Regions from separate parts of the Gossypium hirsutum genome. Here region 1 is linked to region 2. A link is a contact called in public Hi-C data. All regions are on one chromosome and are shown on one strand. The core of a region is the stretch at or near the end of the contact, and the rest is flanking DNA. Distances in the headings are between cores, read along the strand shown. Region 1 has its middle 43 kb from the start of LOC107954944. Region 2 holds the start of LOC107956791 (F-box protein SNE).

The links. Hi-C and Micro-C count contacts between places; a contact is called where the count stands out from the background.
Region 1: a contact with region 2 is called in a Hi-C map of fibers, with 2.1 times the contacts expected there. The contact joins the enhancer-like site here to the promoter of LOC107956791 in region 2. A contact is called at or near these places in 10 of 34 Hi-C or Micro-C datasets (anther, callus, cotyledon and 4 more).

The regions. Positions count from the first base shown.
Region 1 is chrD07:52,193,063-52,198,885 of Gossypium_hirsutum_v2.1, forward strand. No RefSeq gene overlaps it. Among protein-coding and RNA genes, the nearest start is that of LOC107954944, 43 kb to the right of the region's middle. Within about 2 kb of position 1,864, at least 2 of the 9 cell types and tissues checked have an H3K27ac peak or open chromatin away from gene starts, as enhancers often do. A contact at or near this core is called in fibers, where this site is marked.
Region 2 is chrD07:52,067,191-52,072,716 of Gossypium_hirsutum_v2.1, forward strand. It overlaps LOC107956791 (F-box protein SNE), which reads right to left and starts at 1,829. Exons shown (of 1, transcript XM_016892309.2): 1 at 764-1,829. The coding sequence starts at 1,341. The coding sequence ends at 862.

The DNA of each region.
Region 1 (5,823 bases), core at 614-3,113, 130 kb after region 2:
ATTCTCACCTCAACCACTTATCATATGCATTAAATCGAAATACAACAATTAACAACTACGTTCAGATTTATAGAAATGCAAACTGAGGATTCCAAGCTATTCAATGTCGATTTTATCTTTTCCCTTTTTAGTTGAGGATTCTAATACGACTTTAGCTACGAAATTAAAATAATTAAAATACAACAGAATTCAATTTCACATTGAATATTTAAATTTTTACTCAATATTTTCTTAAATTCAAATTTAGTACCTAAACCGAGACTAATTTTTATTCTTCACATTTAATCCTATATTTTTATACTAATTTCACTTTAAGTTAATTTTAGCTCCCTATTCTCAATTAAACCCCTAAATTTTATTTTTTTACAATTTAGTCCCTAAACTCAAAATCAAGAGTTAACTTCACTATTTAGTCCTTTTCACTTTATACAATGAAATCTATCAATTTAATCCCTATCATTTAAAATATTCAACAATATTAACATCTAAAATTTTAAGTAATACTAAAAATTATAGCACGAGACGGCTAGCCCTAAGTACCAAGATTCCAAAAACATAAAAATTACAAGAAAATGAACTAAATTAACTAACCGATTGAAGTCTAAACCTTAAGGTCCCTGTAGCCGTGCATTAACCCTTCTTCTTTTCTTTCTCTTTTTTAACTTTAGTTTTGCATGTATAGAAATAAAGAATGAATAAATATTGTTTTGTTTTAATACATTAACTAATATATTTATTATATAACTTAAATATATATAAAATAATAAGTTAACATATAAATATATAATGTAACTCATTCATGTCGTCCACTTAAAGAAACAAAGGTGTAATTGCTTCTTTAGTCCCTTTAACTATTTTAAAATCATAATTCAACTTCTACCTTATACGCGATTTAGTCCTTATAATTTAATAACTTTTAAATCATGCATATTCACTTAACCGAAATCTAATTAACTACACAACTAACTTCATAAATACTTTTTACGAGTTTGATTTACGGGAACAGAGTCCCGGGAATGTACTTTCTGACACCCCTGACTATAAGATCGTTACAGCTTGCCTATTAGCAACCGCCGATCTTTGTTGTAGTTCAACATTGATTTGCTCCGAATTGTGCCTTATAACGCCTAAATCCACATTTTCAAACCTCGGCCTTTTCTTCGCATCACCACTTTCTATCGAGCTATCTTCCATATTGACACGATCCATTTGATTAAAAGGACCCGTATTAATATTATCAGCTTGAATCTTGTAACCCTTCAAATTAAATCCCAAGATGGGATTCATTACCATTCCTGATTCTCCTCTCATCAAATCCCTTGAATTTCACGCCCCACCATTGTTCCCCAATTAGCATCATCTTCCTCACGAAGCCAAATATTGTTCATTGTTGATGCCCTTCTTGTGTTCGCCCTCAATGTTAAGTCCTATCCTATTTCCATCTCCTTCAATCCCTGAATAAGTCTTTTTGGACAAAAATTATCTCCGTAGCCTGGACATCCACAGAGGAAACAAAAGAGAGTTAATCTTTCATATTGAAAATTCACATAAGTAAAATTTGACCGAAAGATCATATTTTTTTCGTCGTTTTAGCAGTTTACGAATATCTATTTGGACCCGGATATGAAGAAAATTCTTCATCCCACGATTTAACTATTTCACATCATAGTCAATGAATTCTCTAATAAAGTCACCAAATAATTTTTCCATGGATTCTGAGAAAAATCCGGGAATGAGATCATGAACTTGGATCCAAAATGCAGAAAAAACAAGAGGAACTTCCATTGGATCTTCTTCCTCCTTTAATCGGTGAAAAACCAGTAAATGGTTATTGCAAGTCCAAAGAGCGCCCATGATCACTCGTTCGATGTCCAACTCATGGAAAATTTTGAGCAAATATCGTTTCCCACCCAGATCTGAGATTTGAACTCCTCCCAATAGATGCCAAAGATTTTTCATCGTATTCTTCATTGCTGGAAAGTGCATTACACTCGGCATTAAAAAACATCCAACCAAACAATAATCATAGATCTATTTTCGAGAGACCCCATCAGTAGGCAAAATCAATGCTTCTTCTTCACCATCCTCTATATTGAGATTTGCTAGTTCCTTTTCCATTTCGATAAGACACTAATAGAACACACTTCAATTGAAAACAGTAGACTAGAACGTGAATAAAATGACAAAACACAACAACGTGCTACAGAGAATAGACTTGGACTTCACAATATGGCATTCTTTATTAATATTGATAGTTTATCAATATGCCTTCTTATAATATTTAAAAAAAAAAACTTGAAATCAATAGAATGTGCGAAAAAAACTATATCAGAAATAACTAAATTAATTTAATATAAATACAATACAATAAATCTTATTTTAAAATTATCTTATTATAGAATATATATATATATGATTTGCTAAAAAAAATATAAACCAATAAATAATTGAAAATATTTTATTCAAAAATCCTTATGCTACAACTATGAATTTGATAAATGGCAATGGTTTAATTAGGGTGACTTTTCAATGTTCACTTCTAACTCTCTTTGCCTCTAATAATCACATTAATGTTACCCTTTCACTTTTCCTTCCTTATTTAAACATGTACTCTTTTATTTCCAACTTCTAGTAAGTGCCTCGGGCTTTCCTTTCCTTCTCATTTAAAAAATTACAAAAAAAAAATTTTAAAATTGTAAAAAAAAAAATTAGCAGTAAAAAAATAGATTAGCTAAATGCTAAGAAACCTACATATTAGGATGAAAACCATTGCTAGCAATCACCTATTTATAACAACAGAAAATAAATACGTAGTCAAAGATTTTAAATTAGGGATTTTAAAAATTATGATTTTTTAATTAAAATTTTAATAAATTTTAATTATTAAATATAGTAATTATCCAATTTATTATATTTAATTTTATTATTTAATTAAATTAATATTTTTATAATCAAATGGCTAATATATAAAAAAATTTAAATACAAATGTTACTTACAGTTTAATTTTACTTAAGTTATCCAAAAAATATCCAAATAGGATAAATAAATTTTAAAATTTTTTATGATAAAATTTAAATTTAAATTTAAATTATATAATATTTACAGATAATATATTAATAAATATATAAGTTGAATTAAATGGATAATTATCTAATTAATTTTCTGATTTAAATAAATATTTATTTTTAGATAAATTTAAACTTATAAAGTTTATATATCAATTAAAATATTAAAATTATTTCATTATTTCTCAATTTATTTTCCGTTTAATATGCTAATTAATTTATCAATTGATGCATAATTGCAATTGTAAAATTGAGAATTTGAATGTAAAAGAAAAAGAAACTGATTATTATTTATCAATTAGCATCATTATGTATAATAAACATTGATTAAAATATAATTAATTATTATTTAACAAAATAAATATGTTACCGATGAATCAATATGAACATGGGTAAAATATGTTACCCGCGCATCTCACTTTTCTATTTCTCCAAAGTTTTAAATAGATATATATAATGTCAATAAATTAAATGTTTAATTGCATTTAAACCCACAAACTTCTTGCAACCTTAACAAGTATACTTAGCCGAGTGCAGTATCATAGATACATTTAAACGTCCATAAACCACGTTGGCTTACTTGTACATGGGATCATATTTCATAGCTAAAAGCAAGGAAAAAGAATAAAAACAAAGAAAGAAGACAAATTCATTCACTACCCCACTTCCATATCCCAACATGATTCCTTTCCACCCAAATTCAAACCATGAATCTTCACCACCATCAACTTATGTTATTTCATGAATCTCTCCATAGAGCTTGCTATGAGAAAGGTCTAAAGCTTGAAGTTCCATGAGATTCGCCAATAATGATGGAAGTGGACCTGAAAGTAAGTTGTTGGAAAGATTGAAGAATTGAACCATCAAATTTATTTCTCGAGAGATCAATGGCAACCAAGCATTCTTGAATCTTATCGTATTTTGTTTTCACGCCTGCCATTGTCATTGTCATTGCATATGAAGAGTTAAAATTCCAATTTCTTTGTGGAACTTCAAAACTGATGTTTGCTTGCAAGTAATTTAACTTGCCAACGTCAACAACTTGCATGGCGTTCCATCTTTGGAAATGAAGAGATGCCAAACGACCTACAAATTCATTGAATGAGAGATCAATGTTTCGTAGTTCGGGAAACTCATTGGATTTTGGACTTCCCATTGCACCATGAAATCCATTGTGCCGTTGATGACAACTTTCAACTCTTGAAGCCAAGCCTGCCCAACCAGAAGGGAAACGTATCCTCTATTTGATTATTTCCCAACTTAAGAAACGTGATTTATCCATTCAATAGATTTTGGCTAAGCTCAATCACCCTTAATTGGCTTCCTTTTTCACATGCTTGAGGAATCGGGCCAAGAAAGTCGTCGTTTTTGAAAATTTAGAATTGAAAGAGATTTGCTTAGATTCCCAAAACATGGTGGAAGCATGCCACTGAAGCTATTATTTGATAGGTCAAGTACAGTTATAGAAGTCGGATTGCATATCCCTGATGAGATTTCTCCCTTGAGTAGGTTGTTTGAGACAAAATATTTGTAAATGGAAGCGGGTGGAATTGGAAGGGACCCTTGTAGCCTGTTAGAACGAAGGTCCAACTTTCTTACACTGGTCCACGAAGGGACAACAGTTGGTTGGTGGAAACCTGTAAGAAGCTTTCTCTTAAGATAAATCCCATATCCATTTGGGGATAACCCCATGGATCTTGTTACCAGAAAGATTTAGATACTCCAGTTCATTCTGACTCGAAAGAAAGTTCGGCAAGTCAGGTAAGTTGCAAGAACCCAGTGTTAGAATGGTGAACTTTGGGATGGTACTATTCATAATGTGTGTGTTGGGTAATGAAAAATTATTACCAGACAATTGGAGATGCTTGAGTTTTATAAGATTTAGAAAGGATTCTATTTTGTAGGCGGCTCAGGTTATTTTCCTCTAAATCAAGAACTTTGAGATTCTCTAGAGTGAAGATTGATTTCCTAACCAAGATGGGATTTGGTTGGAAAACTGATTACCGTAAAGCAACAAAGAAGTAAGCTCGGTAAGATTAGCCAACGAATTAGGGATTTTTCCAGAAAAAGAGAAATAGCTAACATCCAAGACAGATAATGACTGGAGATTCCCAATAGATTCTGGTAGCAAACCAGACAAACCTGTATTGGCAAGTCTCAATGATACAAGTGAACTACTTTTGTGAAAATCTGGTAAACTTCCCACGAGAAACATATTGAAGGATGCATGGACAGTTTGAAGATTGGGCAGTTGAAAAACTTGAATAAGAAATTTACCATGCAATTCACAAGCCTCAAGAGAGAGATGCTAAAGAAGATAAATTTGCCAAACTCTTGAGGGATTGTCCAAGATGCAGTTACCCATCAACATTAAGATGCTTGAGCTTTAGTTCATTTCCAGAGAGATCAAGTATCACCAGCTTTGAAAGCGAATTTGACCTGTAAAGCCAGACCAGGAGAGGTCCAATTCTGATAGCCTTGTAAGGTTTCCAATTGCAGAAGGGCCATTGAAATCATTGTCCGAAAGGTTGAGCCTTCTAAGGTGATGGCGCTGGAAAAGGGTGCTGTTGGAGTGGATAGAACCATAAAGGAAACTGCCGCTGAGATCAAGTCCAATAACGTGACCAGTGTTTTCATCACATTCAACGCCATCCCTAGTGCAGCAATCCCCACCAAATTGTCCTTATCAACAAACCTTTGGATAAGCAAAAGTATAAGCAGAAGCAGATCGATTGAGAATGAAGTTGTCTTTCAGCT
Region 2 (5,526 bases), core at 579-3,078:
AATGTCATGGTAGATGAAATCAAGTTATTCAACCCCGTTTAAGCTCAATAAGTCAAGCAAGAGACATAGTTTTTGGGAAATTTTAGCTTCTATATATTTCAATTTTTTTAAATTTAGGATTTTAATAAAAATAGGAGAAATTTTGATTTAAAAATTACATGCCCAAACCTATTACCACTTTGCTCTTCAAATCTTCTTGAGAAAAATCTCAAGCAATGAAATTGGTTTTTAATTTATGTTGTTTAGATTTAATTATTTGTTTTTATTTTAATTCTATTTCAAATTTCTTGTTTTATTTAACTTTTCACATAATGTTATATTGATGATTTGAAGAAAAAAAATCAGGTGTCAAATTTTTATTGGTTGATTTAGCAACTATTAAGGATGTTAACATCGGATACCTTAATAATACACAAATTTATAGTTCATATGCCACATTGAACATTTTTAAAGTATAAGTACCACATTAGATGTACCAAATAATATACAAATTGATGGTTCAGACACCACATTAGATGTTTTCAAAGAACATGTAATACATTGAACATTTATAAAAATATAGGTAGCAAAAGTGATATTATTCCTTAAACTATAATAATTATATTTATTTTTAATGATTTATAAAATTAAAATTACATTTTTTAGGTAATATAACCATAATAGAAAAGAAAAAAAAAAGAAGAGGAAAAAAACCCGATAGCAAAAAGGAACTTATTGAATTTTCACTAGTGACAAATCTAGTAACAATTCATAGATAATTAATTATAACCAAAAAAAAAAAAAGTATAAAGAATTTTATGATAGTTTTCACTTTCAAGGTATAATAAATTGAAAACAAAAGTAAGATAAGGCGATGAAAAATCAAACGTTAACAGGCTTGCAAAGGAACATTAGCGACGATGGTGACGATTCCCCGACGAGCCTCCCGTTGCTATTACTTCCACCAAGCCTTTCGTAATAATCAACGCAAAACAAAGACAACGAGAGCTGGACCTCGTCGCCAGCCCAGGAGGCTTTCCTCATTCGTCCAAGTCGGCTCCGCACCGGTCTCACGCAACCCGTGTAGAGGCGTTTGTAGCCGCCCAGGGCAAGAACCACGGAACGGACGCTGGAAGGTGGAGGAGACACGTGGCGGAAGCAGAGGTTTTCCCAGAGGGAGTCATTGCGAGCAATGGTGCACCAGAGACGGCAGACGCTGGCGGCGACGCAAAGGGAACGGCCGTCGAGGCGTTTGAGGATTTCTATGAGGATGTCTACGTGGTCATTGATAAAGAACTTGGGTCTTTTTTCCTTGTTCTCTCCGACTGTCTCGTGGTCTTCACAGTGGTGGGTTTGCACCATTGTTAAAGATAAGAAAAGAAAGAGATAGCGTTGAGAAGTTGAGGGGCAAAGGAAAAATAATGATGGGTTAATATGGAGGAGAAATGCTATCACTGCTATAGGTGTAACGTAAAGTTGAAGGGATTTGACTTCAGAGGGAAAAGAAAAAAGATTGTGTTTGTATTTGGGAAAGAGACATAGAGACAGACTTAAAGACAAACAAGAGAGATTTTTCTGTTTTTCTTTCTGGGTTTTTGACACAACTTAAGATTTTCTTTTTCAATTTTCATTTCTGTACATATAGAATTTGGTAAGAGTTGGTAGAATTTATACTAGAATATGAGTTGCACGTTGAACAAATATTTAAATTAGAATCCTTTACTGCACTGTATTTGTATTGGTTGTGGATATATTAAATTTATTATCAACGACGAGAAAACATGAAATCTTATTAAAATTTTATTTACAGCATGGATGAATTAGAGGGAGTAAAGATTTGGGGTTAACGAGAGAGAGAGAGAGAGAGAGAGAGAGAGAGAGAGAGAATCGAAAGGGGAGGAGGAAGAGGCCAAGAGAAAAGAGCCAAGGCAAAAAGAACTGGAACCGATGCTGTGCCCTTTTTCTTTAATGACTTTTGTAACTTGCATATATTGTTTTCAACTTTGGCGTTGGGTTTGGTTTGGGTAACAATTCCCATAAAAGAAAAAAAAATCAGAACTTTTCAAGCAGAGTAAAAAAAAAAAAACCAAACCAAATTTATTTGTTTGAAGGTATCTACATGGCCAGGTTCTTTCTGTAGTTTCTGCAGGAAGGGCCCCCCCCCCTTTTGCATTAATGCCATTAAATGTTGAATTGTTTAAAGTAATAAGCAAGGTCAATAGGTTTAAATATTAAGTAGCAAGTATATGTTAAGTTGGATCATTGCATTGAATCCATAGAGGAAAATTTAAACAATGGAAAACAATGTAAAAGAAAACAAACAAGGAGATGAAAGGTAAACAGAAGAGGACCTGGAAAAAACAAACAATGAAATTACATCCAGTAAGGGATTCTAAATCAAAATGCCCTATACAACATGACATATTTTCCCTAACCACTCTCTTAGCTTCAAGTGATCCATCATGGAATCTCCTCTACTCATTGTTTTCAAAGATTTTAGCTACAAATGGTTGTACATTTTCTTTGTGGGTTTTTTTCTTGTTCCAAAGAGTTAAGAGATCTGGTTGGACTTTCCTTGTTTTATGGGTTACTTTTGCAAAGAAACTTCTAATCCAACTTACAAACTGGTATTAGCATACTGACAAAAGTTTACTGTTTGATAAAACTCTGACATGGGACATCTTTTTTTCCAAGTTAATTTTTATATGAGTTCGCTGAGAAATTAAGCATAAAAAGAAGGTGATTGGGTGAGTAAGGAAAGAAATAATTAATCATGTGACTAGTCTTCATCATGCTTGGTTGGTTGGGTACTAATGTGACAACATATAGTGTTTGGGTTTCAAGAAAATAAGAGCAATATTTCTTTGATTTAGACCAAAATCTAGCAGTAAAAGAAAATTTTTAGGATCCATGGAAATATTTTGTCTTCAAGTCCACATTTTCAAACAGATTTAACACTAAAATTTTGTCCAACATCATGTTACTGGATAAGTTTGAATAGCAGGGAGAAAAAACATGAAATATTTCTAATACATGTAAAAGTTTATTACATTACTTGAAATTAAGTCAGCTAATCTCCGAGATTTATGACCTTCATTTTGGTTTTGGGTGTTACGGACAGCTCTATGTTTTGGAAGATAGCTAATTGCCCAGGACCCAGATTAGAATGGTGGAAAATTATGGCAGGATTCGACAAAGAAAGCTGTAAGAACCTTGATGAATGAAATAGCATTCCTCAATATGAGTCTGTACCATGTTACAAATGGCTAATCATCTTGGCAGCTGCCTTTAAGATTGGTTTTAGCTATAAATTCACTCATCCTTCATTTGCTTTTGTTCATGCATAATCGAGGAATAAAACAAACAAAGTTATCATGTAGATACCATAGGGAAGGAATCTAGGTTGGTCGAAAACCTTACAAAGATAATGACCCATGACCAAAACTGTTCATAGGACAGTATCAGATAAGTGAATTGGGTAAGAGGGGAAAATAGTTTCTTGAGGAAAATATATAATTATAATTATAAATTTAAATTTAAGTTTTTTATTATTTATTTTGAGTTTTTTATATGTATTAGGGTTTAATTTATGAAATAATACTTTCACTTGTTTATTTTGAGTTTGTTTAATGATGAATTGCAATTCTGAAATTTATTAAAGAATATGTTGTATAATGGGTGAGTATTTTTTTATTTTAAAATTTACATTTGAACATAATATTTTTAAAATCTTTTCTTTTACTTATTCAACTAAAATTTTATTTTTGATAAATATTTTATATTTGAAATTTATTTGATATTTATAAATATTTTTTATATCCATAAATCAAATACTTTTAAAAAATAAAAATAAATCTAAAGAATATATCAAAATAGACCAATATTAATATATATTAATACTCATAAAAAATGGATCCGTTTGATAACAATGCCGCCCTGGCTTCACGTCTTAGCCTCGTGTGTTCAAGTTGTGCCATGTAAATTCCAATCATCTAACACTGTTGATTGTTTAGACTAAACCTGTGGTTAGTTTTTTCAGTCTGTATTTTCTTTTTATTTCGCTGAAAAGGGTTATCAAATTTTGGCAAAAAAATCAAATAAGCCTTTAGTACTTAATTAAAATTTTAAAATGTAATAATTAAGTTTTTCGTCTTTCATTATTACGTTATTGATGGGTCGTTAACAACACTGATGTGGTCCACATCAGCTACAATTGTTGGTGTGGTACTACCGTATTAATTGTCATGTCAGTAAAAAAAATAAAAAATTCAAAAATTTTATAAAAATAAAAAGTTATTTTAAATTTTATATATCCAGAAGGAACATAGACAAACAGTTGTCCAAGTTTATTACTTAAAAAATTATATTTTAAAAAGATTTAATATTTTTAAAATATAAATTTGTAAAACAATATTAAAATTTATAAAAATGGTAAATAAAATTATTAAAATTTATTTCAAAATTTAATTTCAGAATGAATCTGGACATAAAATTGTCCTAAACAATTAAGAATCTAGATAATCATATCTCCAAATTCATTTTGGATGCTTTTTAAAATTATATAAAGTTTTAAAAAGTATTAAAAAGTATTTTTAATTTAATAAATTTTAAATTATTCATTCTTTAGATTATTTGATTAATTTATTATACACTTTTTTTTAAATTTAATAATATTAAAATTCTTCCAAATTGTTTTTTCTTGTTCAAGTAAATAAAAAAAAGTTATTAATATACTCCATTAAAATATTTATGGAATTAGTTTATTTCTTTCAACAAATTGTGATAACTATTAATTATAGTCATGTACACCTAGTGCTACACATATAGAAAATAATTGGGATTTATTCACATTTCTTTTTAAAAATTAACTAGATTAATACAAATTTTAAAAATTATATATTTATTTTCTAAATTATTTTTTATTTAGCTTAATATGTACTAATAGAATTAAAACATCTCATATTTATTTTTAAAGTAAAATCATTTTTAATATTTTAGTTAAAACTTCATATAATTTTAGAAAAATAATCCTTAATAAATCCAGACAAATATTAATAACAAAATAATTACACTAACAACACCAGATCCTAACAAAGATAACTCTGACACTATAGGATTACAAGTTGGTGACCAGTCTGGTGCTTCAAAGATCAGTTTTTTTGACGAAGACTTATGGTGAGGATCCACTCATCGCAACAGGCTATTGTTTGTTGTTGGATATGCTTGCGAGCAGAAAGTCAATCGGATCTTAGTTGTTGATGGCTCATTTGTCAACATACTCCTTTTAACTACGATAAAAGAATTGGGAGTCCCTCTTGATGAGTTAATGCAAAGTCGCTTGGGCAAAGGGCTCTCGGTAAACTCAAACTTCAACTTTTCATCGAAGATATAGAGTCAAGATCACTGTTCCAAGTGATTGGTGCTAGGATGACTGTAGATTCATCAAAATGGTGTGCTTTCTTCGACTCTTCATTAGTGCTTCAAGTATAGCAGGAATGGTCAAATAAGACAGTTGTTGTAGATGCAAAACCGTAATCTACAGCAGAA